Linked DNA regions of Ovis aries: region 2 is linked to region 1. A link is a contact called in public Hi-C data. All regions are on one chromosome and are shown on one strand. The core of a region is the stretch at or near the end of the contact, and the rest is flanking DNA. Distances in the headings are between cores, read along the strand shown.

Evidence for each region. Hi-C and Micro-C count contacts between places; a contact is called where the count stands out from the background.
Region 2: a Hi-C map of muscle shows a contact between it and region 1, with 2.7 times the contacts expected there. The contact joins the enhancer-like site here to the promoter of ABCC1 in region 1. A contact is called at or near these places in 2 of 16 Hi-C or Micro-C datasets (blood and muscle).

Annotation. Positions count from the first base shown.
Region 1 is chr24:14,816,954-14,822,242 of ARS-UI_Ramb_v3.0, reverse strand. ABCC1 (ATP binding cassette subfamily C member 1) reads right to left here and starts at 2,158. Exons shown (of 33, transcript XM_060406312.1): 1 at 1,996-2,158.
Region 2 is chr24:14,939,607-14,944,784 of ARS-UI_Ramb_v3.0, reverse strand. ABCC1 (ATP binding cassette subfamily C member 1) reads right to left here. Exons shown (of 33, transcript XM_060406312.1): 20 at 3,857-4,040. Among named protein-coding and RNA genes, the nearest start is that of ABCC6, 100 kb to the left of the region's middle. Within about 2 kb of position 3,099, at least 5 of the 54 cell types and tissues checked have an H3K27ac peak or open chromatin away from gene starts, as enhancers often do. A contact at or near this core is called in muscle, where this site is marked.

The DNA of each region.
Region 1 (5,289 bases), core at 909-3,408:
GAGTGGGTGCCCTGGGAAACACAGAAGTCACCTGCTTTTGATTACATTCGGTTTCTCAGCCTACCTGGAAGTGCTCATGCCCCCGCTGCCTGCACTCAAACCCTGGTTCCAGGGCACCTTGAGAAACTGGGACAACCAGTGAGTCCAGAAATCCAGAGGGAGGAAGGGCAGAGGAAAGTCTGCAAGGCCAAAGACTGGCAGGGAGATGGAGGGCCTGGCAGAAGGGAAAGCCAACCACCTGGCAATTTCTGTAGCAAAAGTCCTTGCAGGAGAAAAATAAAAAACAAAACACACAACTGACTTCCTCAGATGAGCTTCTTCAACTAAATAGAGGACACCCCCAAACCCATTCAATGTTGGAAAACCTGATGCCATCCATCAACCGCCAGTTGCCATCAATAAAATACATCCTGGTGAAGAACTCATGGTCACCTATTTTATCCCCTCTGTAATTCAGAACAAAATAAACAAGGAAATTCTCCAGTATCACAGCAACATTAGGCCAGATCCCCATCTGATTCTTGCAGAAATAATCTTGTTGTTGCCACACTGGGTACTGGGAGCAAGGACTCCTCAGATTTTCCTGTCTCTGCTAAGTATAATACTACTTTGCAAGTCTGCTCCCCAATCAATCCTGGACCTTGAGTGTAAAGCATCTGTACTATTTCCAGCCCCCAAGTAAATCCCGTTGGCCTGAAAATGTGAGACACAGCCAGATGTGTGTGGTTGTTCTAACAAGTGATACCTACCACCCCATCACCCCAATAAACCCTTCCCATGGGGCCCTCAAAGATGACTTATCAACACTCCAAACGCAGCCTTCGAGGAGAGGACCACAAAACAGAACAAGAAGGTATTTGGAGATGCTAATCGCTGGCTCCAAAGAACCAGGAGTGTTTCCCGATTCCTAAACAAAAGTGGGAAAACTATCCTGCCCAGGTTTGCCTACTGTTAATAATCAAGAGAGTAGGACACAGAAGTGCTTCCTGTAACAGACGCAAATCGTATTAGAGAGAAACTAAAGCCCAAGACACTGGGGATTAAGCCAGAGTGGCCTCCGGAGACCCGGCCAGCCTCAACAGCAAAGATTCAGAAGGAAGCTGGGGTTGGTCCCCACACAGAGGAGCCGCGGGTCTCAGGTGTGGAACGGCACAAAATCCACTGGTACCAGGACCCTTGGGTATCCTCAGCTGATCCCCAAATCTGACCCCAGGGTCAAGCAAGTCAGGGCGGGGGTGAGCAGCCCCACCTTCTTTCCTGGCTATTCCTGAAACTTCCCTAATTCTTCCCCTGTCCCCTCAAACTTGCCCCCCCCCAACCCAGACCCACAGTAATTAAACCGAAGTAAAGTAAAAGATGTCAAAAACATGCAACCACAGGAAATTAACGTGTATGCAAAATAACTGGGGAGGGGGCAAACCTCAAGTCAGCCACTGGAAGCCCCTTTCCACAGTCTGAGCCCCTCCCCAGCTCAGCCCTTTGGCAACCGGGTGTTTGTGAAAGCGGGGTTCCAAGCCACAAAGGAGATGGGGGAACTTAAGCAGGGAGACACCCCCATCTCTGGCGTCTTCGTCCGTGGAAGGTTATTTTCAAGCGGAGGGGGAACCCCAGAGAAGAAAGGGCCCCTCTTCTCGGCCCCCTCTCCCAGGCTCTGGCCCCTCACCTTTCCCAAAAAGCCCGAGAGCCGGGCATTTGCAACCCCTCCCCAACGCCCTGCTTCCCTGGAACCCAGTCACCCAAGTTTTCCGCCCCCATCAGCTGCGCTCCCGAAGGGGGCCGGCTGAGGGCAGGGTGGGGAGCAGGCCCCGCCAGGCCGGCTGCGGGGAGGAGAGTGCGGCGTTGGGGTGGCAAGGGACCCCGGGACCGCGGGCCCAACCCGCCCGAGCCCGGCGCTTCCCTCCGCCGGCCGGCCTCCCAGCCCGCCGGCCGCCCTCCCTGCCGCTCCCGCTCGCGTCCGCCGGCCCCGCGCGATCCCAGCGGCCGCCGAGCACGTACCCAGAAGGTGTCGGAGCCATCGACGCTGCAGAAGTCCCGGAGCGCCATGCGGCCGGCTCGGGCACGGCGGGCGGCGGCGGGCGGACGGGCCCGGCTGCTGGCGGCGGCGGCGGCGGTGGCGGCGAGGGCGGGAGGCAGCGACGGAGGGAGCCGGGGCCGCAACGCCGCCTGGTTGGCCGGCGCGTCACGGCGATGCGGCGGCCCCGCCCCGCCCGACCCCGCCCCGCTCACCTCGCCCGGCCCGCGTGGGCCACGCGGAGAGGCTGCACGCTAGACCTTGCGGCCGCCAGGACCGGACCCCCGCCCTCCCCAGGCGCCCGATCCCACCCCCACCATACCCCCATCAGAGGCTCGGGAAAGACCGAGCGCGACCCTTGCGTCCAGACCCCAGACCAGTTTTCAAATCCTGTTGTAGCAACATCGAGACGACAGCAACAGTAATAGAAACCAGCAGGGGCAAAAATATGCACTGATCCCTCTATGAGCGCAGAGCGCCAGAGTCCTCATTGGATTCCGGCGTGACTCCCTTTTCATGAAGGAAGAAAACTGAAGGCAGAGAGGTTGAGTGACTTCTCCAGGGTCCTCTGGGCTAACCCAGCCTGCTGGCTCAAGAGCTGACTGGGAAACTGCAGGAGTTGGATACTCAATCTAATCTGCGCTGTACAGATGGAGAAACAGGTTCAGAGAGATGAAGCGACTGACGCAAGGACACACAGCTGACAAATAGCCAGAGTTGGACCAGCCTGACTCAAGGCCTGAAGACTCCAAACTCTATCCAGAACAACTCTGTGCAGAGAAGCTTGGCATTTTCTCCTCTCTCTCTGTAGCACTCAGGAAATAACCAGGCTATTATCCTCACCTTTGAAGTCAAGAAAGGGAGGCCTAGAGATACAGTAAAAATAAGCATTCACAATCATGGGGCTTCTGAAGGCTGAGTTAGCAATGAACTTGAACTAACTTGTGAAATGCTCACTAGAACCCCAAGAGGTAAGCTCTGTTATTATCCCCATCTTGCAGTTGAGGAGACTGACGCCCGTTGAGGCAAGAGTACTTTGTCCGGGGTGTAGACGGTAAGTGGCCTAGGTCCCCCTCAGGGTGAGTGGATTTTTATGGGATAATTACTTTCAGGTAAGCTCTTTGGTCTGTTGCTTTGACATTTATAGTGAACAAATACCTACTGAGCATTTACTATACGCTGGGTCTTGCTAGAAACAAGACAAAGTTTCTGCTCTTATAATGCTTTTATAAAGCATTGGGGTTTCTTGGGGGGGGTGTTTCTTTGTGAGGTTTCTTGTGAGGGTTTAAGTGTGGGGTTTGTTTTTTTTTTTTTTTTTATGGGAGGAACAGGTTAATCAGATGATCACATAAAGAGTATTTATAGCTGTGATAAAACCTAAGAAGAAAGTAGAAGTAAGAGGGTTTTAAAGGATCCTGGCCTACTGGCAGTGGAAGTCAGGGAAGGCTGCCTGGAGGAAGAATCTTTTGAGCTGAGGAAACAAGTGATGAGTCTGGTTTCATGGGGTCTGAGCTGTGTTCTGGGATAAGAAAATAGTTTGTGGAAAACCATGTAGCAGGACAGAGCAAGTCCCTGGAGGAACCTGAAGACAGGAATCCAGGGAGAGAAGCAGAAAGCGCTTATCTTTGGCAGGAGGGATCAGGAGGGCCCAGAGTGTGCAGGGCCATGTTGCCCAGGGGAGAGATTTCAGCCTGGTCCCATAAGTGATTGGGAGCCACTGATGGATTTTAAGCAGGGCCCAAGATGGTCAGATTTATTTCCATTTTTACTCAAATTCTTTATTCATCCATTCCTCCAACAAGTATTTATTGAGCAAACATATGAAAAGGTGCTCTCCATCATTAGTCATCAGGAAATTGCAGGTAAAACCCCAGTGAGATACCATTACACACCCACCAGAATGACTAAAAGGAAATCGCTAAATCTTCTCACAGCTGTTACAGCATGACTGAAACCGTAGTGGAAGTGTAAATTGGTTCAACCACTTTGGAAAACCATTTGGCAGTTTTTCCTAAAGCTAAACATATGCAAGTACACAGTGACACAGCAATTCCATTTCTCAAAGGAGTGCTTACGTCCACAAAAGACATCTACCAAAAAAGTTCAGAACAGCTTTATTCAGATACCCCAAACTAGAAACAACTTGTTAAAAGGATGAATGAACTGTGGCATATTCACACAAGAGAGTATGAGAGAGCAAAAAAAAAAAAAAGCATCGAGCGACTAGTGCATGTAACAATATGGACAAATCTCACAACATGTAATAAGGAACAGAAAAAGACAAGCACGAAAGAGTATATTTCTCATGATCACATATAGATAAAGGTCAAACAGGCGAAAACTAATAGATGTTGATTGACATCAGAATAATGGTTACTGTTAGGGAGTATGATTAGGAAGGCGTACAAGAGAGCCTGCTGGAGAGCTGAAAATGTCCTTAACTTGATCTGGTGGTCATTAGGTGGTTTATACCTACACACACAACATTTTAAAATTCATTGAGATGGACACTTTAGTTTGCTATACTTTGCTCTATAAAACTTATACCTTAGGGGACTCCCTGACAGTCCAATGGTTAAGACTACATGCTTCCACTTCAGGGCACAGTTTCAATCCCTGGACGGGGAACTAAGATCCCACATGTCACACACTGCGACTGAAAAAAAAAAAAAAAAAAAAAAAAGTTAGACCTTACATGAAAATTTAATGAGGCTTCCCAGGTGGCGCTAGCGGTAAAGAACCTGCCTGCCAATGCAGAGACGTGGATTCAGTCGCTGCATCAGGAAGATCCCCTGGAGGAGGGCATGGAAACCCACTTCAGTATGCTTGCATGGAAAATCCAATGGACAGAGGAGCCTGGCAGGCTATGGTCCATAGAATCGCAAAAGAGTCGGACATGACTGAAGGGACCTAGCATGCACACACACACATATACAAACAAGACACATTTTAAAATTCATTGAGCTGGCCACTTAAGGAAGCTATGCTTTGCTCTATAAGTTATACCTTAGGAAACTCCTTGATGGTTCAATAGTTAGGACTCCATGCTTCCACTTCAGGAGGCACAGTTTCAACCCCTGGTCAGGGAACTAAGATCCTGCGTGCCATACAGTGTGGCCAAAACAAACAAACAAAGTTATATCTTATATGAAAATTTAATATAGAAAATAAGTATAGAAATTAAAAATATTTATTGGTGCCTACCATATATGTGCTGTAGACACATCAGTGAACAGAACAAGAATCTCTGCCTTCATGAGGAGCAAGCAGAAGACAGA
Region 2 (5,178 bases), core at 1,850-4,349, 120 kb before region 1:
CAGAAGAAATGAAGTTCTGATGCAAGCTTCCACAGACGGACCCTGGAAACGTCACGCTAACCAAATGAGAGAAGCCAGTCACAAAAGAATCCTGTTCGTACAGAAATGTTCAGAGTAGGACAAACCTATAGAGAAAGTAGATTTGTGTGGTGACCACCGTGACAAATAGAAATACCACCGGCAACGAACACAGTGTTGTAGGTAAGTTACGCTTTAAAAACAAAATAGAAACAAAGATCAGATTTGTAGTCACCAGAGATGGTGGGGGGAGCAAGAATTGGATGAAGGCAGTCAAGAGGCACTAACTGCCAGTTATAAAGTAAGTGCTAGAAATATAATGCACATGATTAATATAATTAAAACTGCTTAGTAATTATTAAGAATTCTCATCACAGGAAAAAAAAATTCTTTTTCTGTTTCTTTACTTTTGCAACTATATGAAATGATGGATGTACACTAAACTTATGGCGGTCCTATTTCAGGATGTACTAAGTCAAATCCCATGCCTCAGATTTACACAGTGTTCTTTGTAAACTGCAAATCAGAAGAAATTGCAACTCAAAAATCAGAAGGAAAAAAAGCAGATGAAGTGGTTGCCTAGGACTTAGAGGGCAGGGAGGAAATGGGGAGTGACTGCCAACGGATGGGAGGTTTCCTCGAGGGGGTGAGGCTGTTCTGAAACTCAGCTTGGTGATGGCTGCACAAATAAAATACTGGAGTATTTCTAAAACTCACTGAATCACATGATGTGTGAATTGTATCTCAATAAAGGACTTATTAAAAACCACTAGGGGGACTTCCCTGGCGGTCCAGTGGTTAACACTTTGCCTTTTAATGCTAGGGGTACAGGTTCTATCCCTGCTTGGGAGCTAAGAACCTACATGCCTTAGGGCCAAAAAGCCAAAACAGGAAACAGAAGTAACACTGTAACAAATTCAATAAAGACTTCAGAAAAATGGCTCACATTAAAAAAAAAAAAAGAAAGAAAAACCCCAAACCAGGAGGACTCCAGCAAACTCTCATGCAGAGGAATGAAGCTGAGCAGTCTGGCTGTGGGCCCGCCCGTCTCTGACATTCATCAGCTCCCCAGCTGCAATGAGAACAAACCCCAAACTCCTCACGCTGAAAGACCCGGACGGGTAACCCCCTCGCCAGCCTCATCTCCCACCCTCAGCCCTTGCCCACCATGGTGTGCCCACACTGGCCTCTTTCCTGTTCCTTGAACAGACTGAGCTCATGCAAGGGCTGAGGCCTCTGCTGTTACTTGGGTCAGAACACTGCTCCCCACAGGGAACCCTAACCATGCTGCCTGAAGTGCCTGAACCCCCAAACTCTTCAGCCCATTGCCCGACGTGCTCTCCTTCACAGCACTTAATGCTGCACAGAACCATTTCCACTGGCTGACTGCTGACTGCCTTTCTCTCCCACTAGACCCTGAGCTCTGTGAGGGCAGGACTTGCCTGGATCTTGCTCACTTCCGTCTCCCCCAAATCTAGAACGCTTCTAGTTTAAGGGCCAAACTACATCCCCCACCAACTAAATTCATACGTTGAAGTTCTGACCTCCAGTACCTAGGAATGTAACTGCATGAGGAGCCATGGTCTCTGGTGTTAACTGTTCACGTGGGCTCCTGAGGATGGACCCTAATCCTATATAATTGATGCCTTGTAAGAAGGGGAGATCTGGAGAGACACACACAAAAAGAATCCCGTGTGAAGAGGAAGGCAGGACTGGCTGATGCTCCTGCAGGCCAAGGAATACCACAGAGCGCCAGCAAACCACGAGATGCTGGCGGAGAGGCATGGCACCCTCACGGCCCTCAGGAGAAGGCCGCCACCTTGACCTCAGACGTCCAGCCTCCACTCCCACTGTTTAAGCTAGCGGGACTCTCGTTACAGTAGCCCTAGGAGAACGACGCAGAGCTTAACACATGGCTGAGTGCTCAGTGAACACCAATCAGTGAATGGTAAATAGCTTTCTTAGGGCTCAGCTGCATTCACGAGACAGGGACCCGCCTGCCCCTGGCACACGAGGGACAAGACCCCGTTTTTTTTTTGTTTTTTTTTTTTCAATCTTTTAGCCACACCACTTGGCAAATGGGATCTTAGTTTCCCAATCAGGGACTGAACCTGAGCCCCTGCAGTGGAAGTATAGAGTACTAACCACTGGAGCGCCAGGGAAATCCCAGGACGAGCTTCTTGTAAGCCTCAGTTTCCTCCCCGGTGGACTGGGCACCACCATCTTCCCTCCCATGAGAAGCTGTGAGGAGGAGTGAGTGAGCCAACGTGATGACCCCTGTCGGGGACAGAAGCCCTGGTCAGCAGTCAACAATCACTCACTGACGTGTATCCTCACATCACAGACACCCCGATGACAACTCTGCCCACGGGAGTTGTGCAACGGGACAGTCCTGCAGCCCCAACCGGGGGGTGGGGTGGGGGGGTTGGGAGACAGCCTATCTGAGACCTGCCTGGGGACTGAGGATGTAACAAACACGCCCCAGGGGCCCAGGGAGTCTGTAATTAGTTCCTGGAAGAGGGAGATCACAGCAGGACAGGCCATCTCGCTTTAGTCCCACTCTTTTTAGCAACAGCTGAAACCAAAGCAGAAAAGGCATCAAATGACTTCTTTCCTCTCTGTGTAAGGCAGGTCAAGGCTCCTTGAGGGGGTGGGGAGCAACCAGCAGAGGATCCGTTCCAGATGCCCATCTGACGTAAATATAGGGCAACCCGCAGGCCAACCAATTCCCTGAATTTCAAACCAACTAAAGGAGAGAACGGGGCTTCCCTGCTGGCTCAATCAGTAAAGAAACTGCCTGCAATGCAGGAGACCCGGGTTCAATCCCTGGGTAGGGAAGATTCCCTGGAGTAGGAAATGGCAACCCACTCCAGTATTCTTGCCTGGAGGATCCCATGGATAGAGGAGCCTGGTGGGCTACAGTCCATGACTGCAAAGTCAGGTACGACCCAGTTAAGACACATACACATAGTAAGAGAGAACAGGATTCTTAGACACCTCACCCTGTTTGCTTCAAATAAAGACAGGGTAAGGCCCCAGCCCAGAATTCAGAGCATGCTCTTGTGAGGACAGGGCAGGTGTGGTGGTTGAGAAGTGGGCAGGTCTACCTGAACCTGGCAGATGCCACATGCGTAGGGTATCAGGGTGCACTCTTCCCAAGAAAAGTAACAGCAGCAGCTGTCACTGGCACTGTGCCAAAGGCTCCAGTAATCTAGCACATTCAGGCGCCAGAAGGTCGGGTCTGTTGTTTCAATGCTTCATCAGGAATGGCCAGACATCACACAGCTGCAAAGAGCAGCAGCTGAGACTGGAACTAAGGTCCTGCCAACCTCCAACCTGCAGGCTCAGCCACCAGGTCTGGCCTCATGACCCCCCAGGTCTGGCCTCATGCCCTCAATGGGCATGAATGTGAGCAGACTCTGGGAGACATCAAGGGACAGGGAAGCCTGGCGTGCTCACGGGGTTGCAAGGAGTCGGCTATGACTGAGCAACTGAACAACAAGGTGAATGTGCCACTGGCTTCTCACAGCCTCCTGGGAGCCAGGAGGACTGTAATTATCACTACCTCCATCTTTGTCATGAAACCCCTGTAACTCCACAGGCCCAGAGATATATTACATTAAAGTACTGGGACTTGTGTCCAGTTCTGCTGACCCAGCTGTCTAAAGTACTGGGACTCCCTCTCAACTGGAAGTCCTTCCAGATGGTTCCTTAGAGGGCCTGGCCTAGCCCCCCACCTGATGCCCTCCTGAGCTTCCAGGGCGACTAGTGAGAACTTTCAGAGGGAGACCTGGGGCTGACCAGGCACCACCCACACCGGAGGCCCACACAGCCCTACCGTCGTCCGGCTGCCCCTGCTCCTGCTCGGCGCTGGCGTAGGTACGCAGGAACTCGGCGAAGGCACCGTCCCGAGCCAGTAGCTCCTGGTAGGAGCCCATCTCGGAGATCTTGCCGCCACTCATGACTATGATAACATCCATCTGGGGCAAGTAGCTGATGCCATGCGTGACCAGGAGCCGCGTCTGCAGGGAGAGCAGAGACACGGCCACATTAGCGCATGCGCGCAAGAGGGAATTTCTCATCCCACCCCCACCCCACACACCTGTACATGCGCCTGGGATGCAGGCACACAGAAGCACTGCAATCTGCAGGCCAGGAGCTAGGGTGAGGGGGTCGGGGGGCGCGGGCAGGAGTGAGGGAAACAACGATCCTTGCTCCAGATTCTAGGGTCCGGACCGATATGAGTAAAATGCTGTGTGCTGTGTTGTGAGCACGTGGAAATAAAGTGGAAAGGATACCGAGATGGGGGGTGGGGGGGTTGCAATTTTAATAAGGGTGATGAGGACAGTTGGTTTTGAACAACAATCTGGAGGAGACGCAGAGAAGGAACCATCCATGTGTAGATGAATAAAACAATGACGCTCCTGCAAAATAATGTGCATGCTGTGACTTAGTTTTTCATTTCCCCACCCCCAAAAGACTACAGCGTTTGTACATGGGTATCTATTTTATCTAACTGAAAGTCTGGGAGGATGTGCATCAAACCGTTTACACAAGTTGGCAAGCTTTTTCTTAAAACAGCCTAATGGTAAACATTTTCAGCTTTATGGGCCCTCTGCTCATACACAAGACATAAACAGATGGGCTGGCCATGATCCAGTAAAGCTTTATTTATGGAAGCGGATATGTAACTTTAATACAATTTTCCTATGTCACAAAATATTTGTCTTCAGGATTTTTTCCAACCACTTAAAAATGTAAAGATCATTCTTGGCTGGTGGGCTGCCTACAAAAACAGGCAGTGGGCTAGATTCACTGGCCCCTGCTTTTGAGAGCAGCTAGGGCTGCAGGATGAGGGAGAATTGTTGTTGTTGTTTTTTTTAACTCTACATATACTGTCTGGTTTTGTTACTATGGGCATGTATTTCTTTCACAACCAAAACAAGTTTTTAATATGTAAAAATTAAACAGAATTCTTATGGGGTGCAGGGGAATGCTTACAACAGATTAAGGAGCATGTTCATTGTGTGTATACATATATATATATGCATGATGTGATAATCATATTAAAAAGCTTATACAGAACTTCCCTGGTGGCCCAGTGGTTAAGAATCCACCCACCAGTGCAGGGGACACAGGTTTGATTCCTGGTCTGGGAAG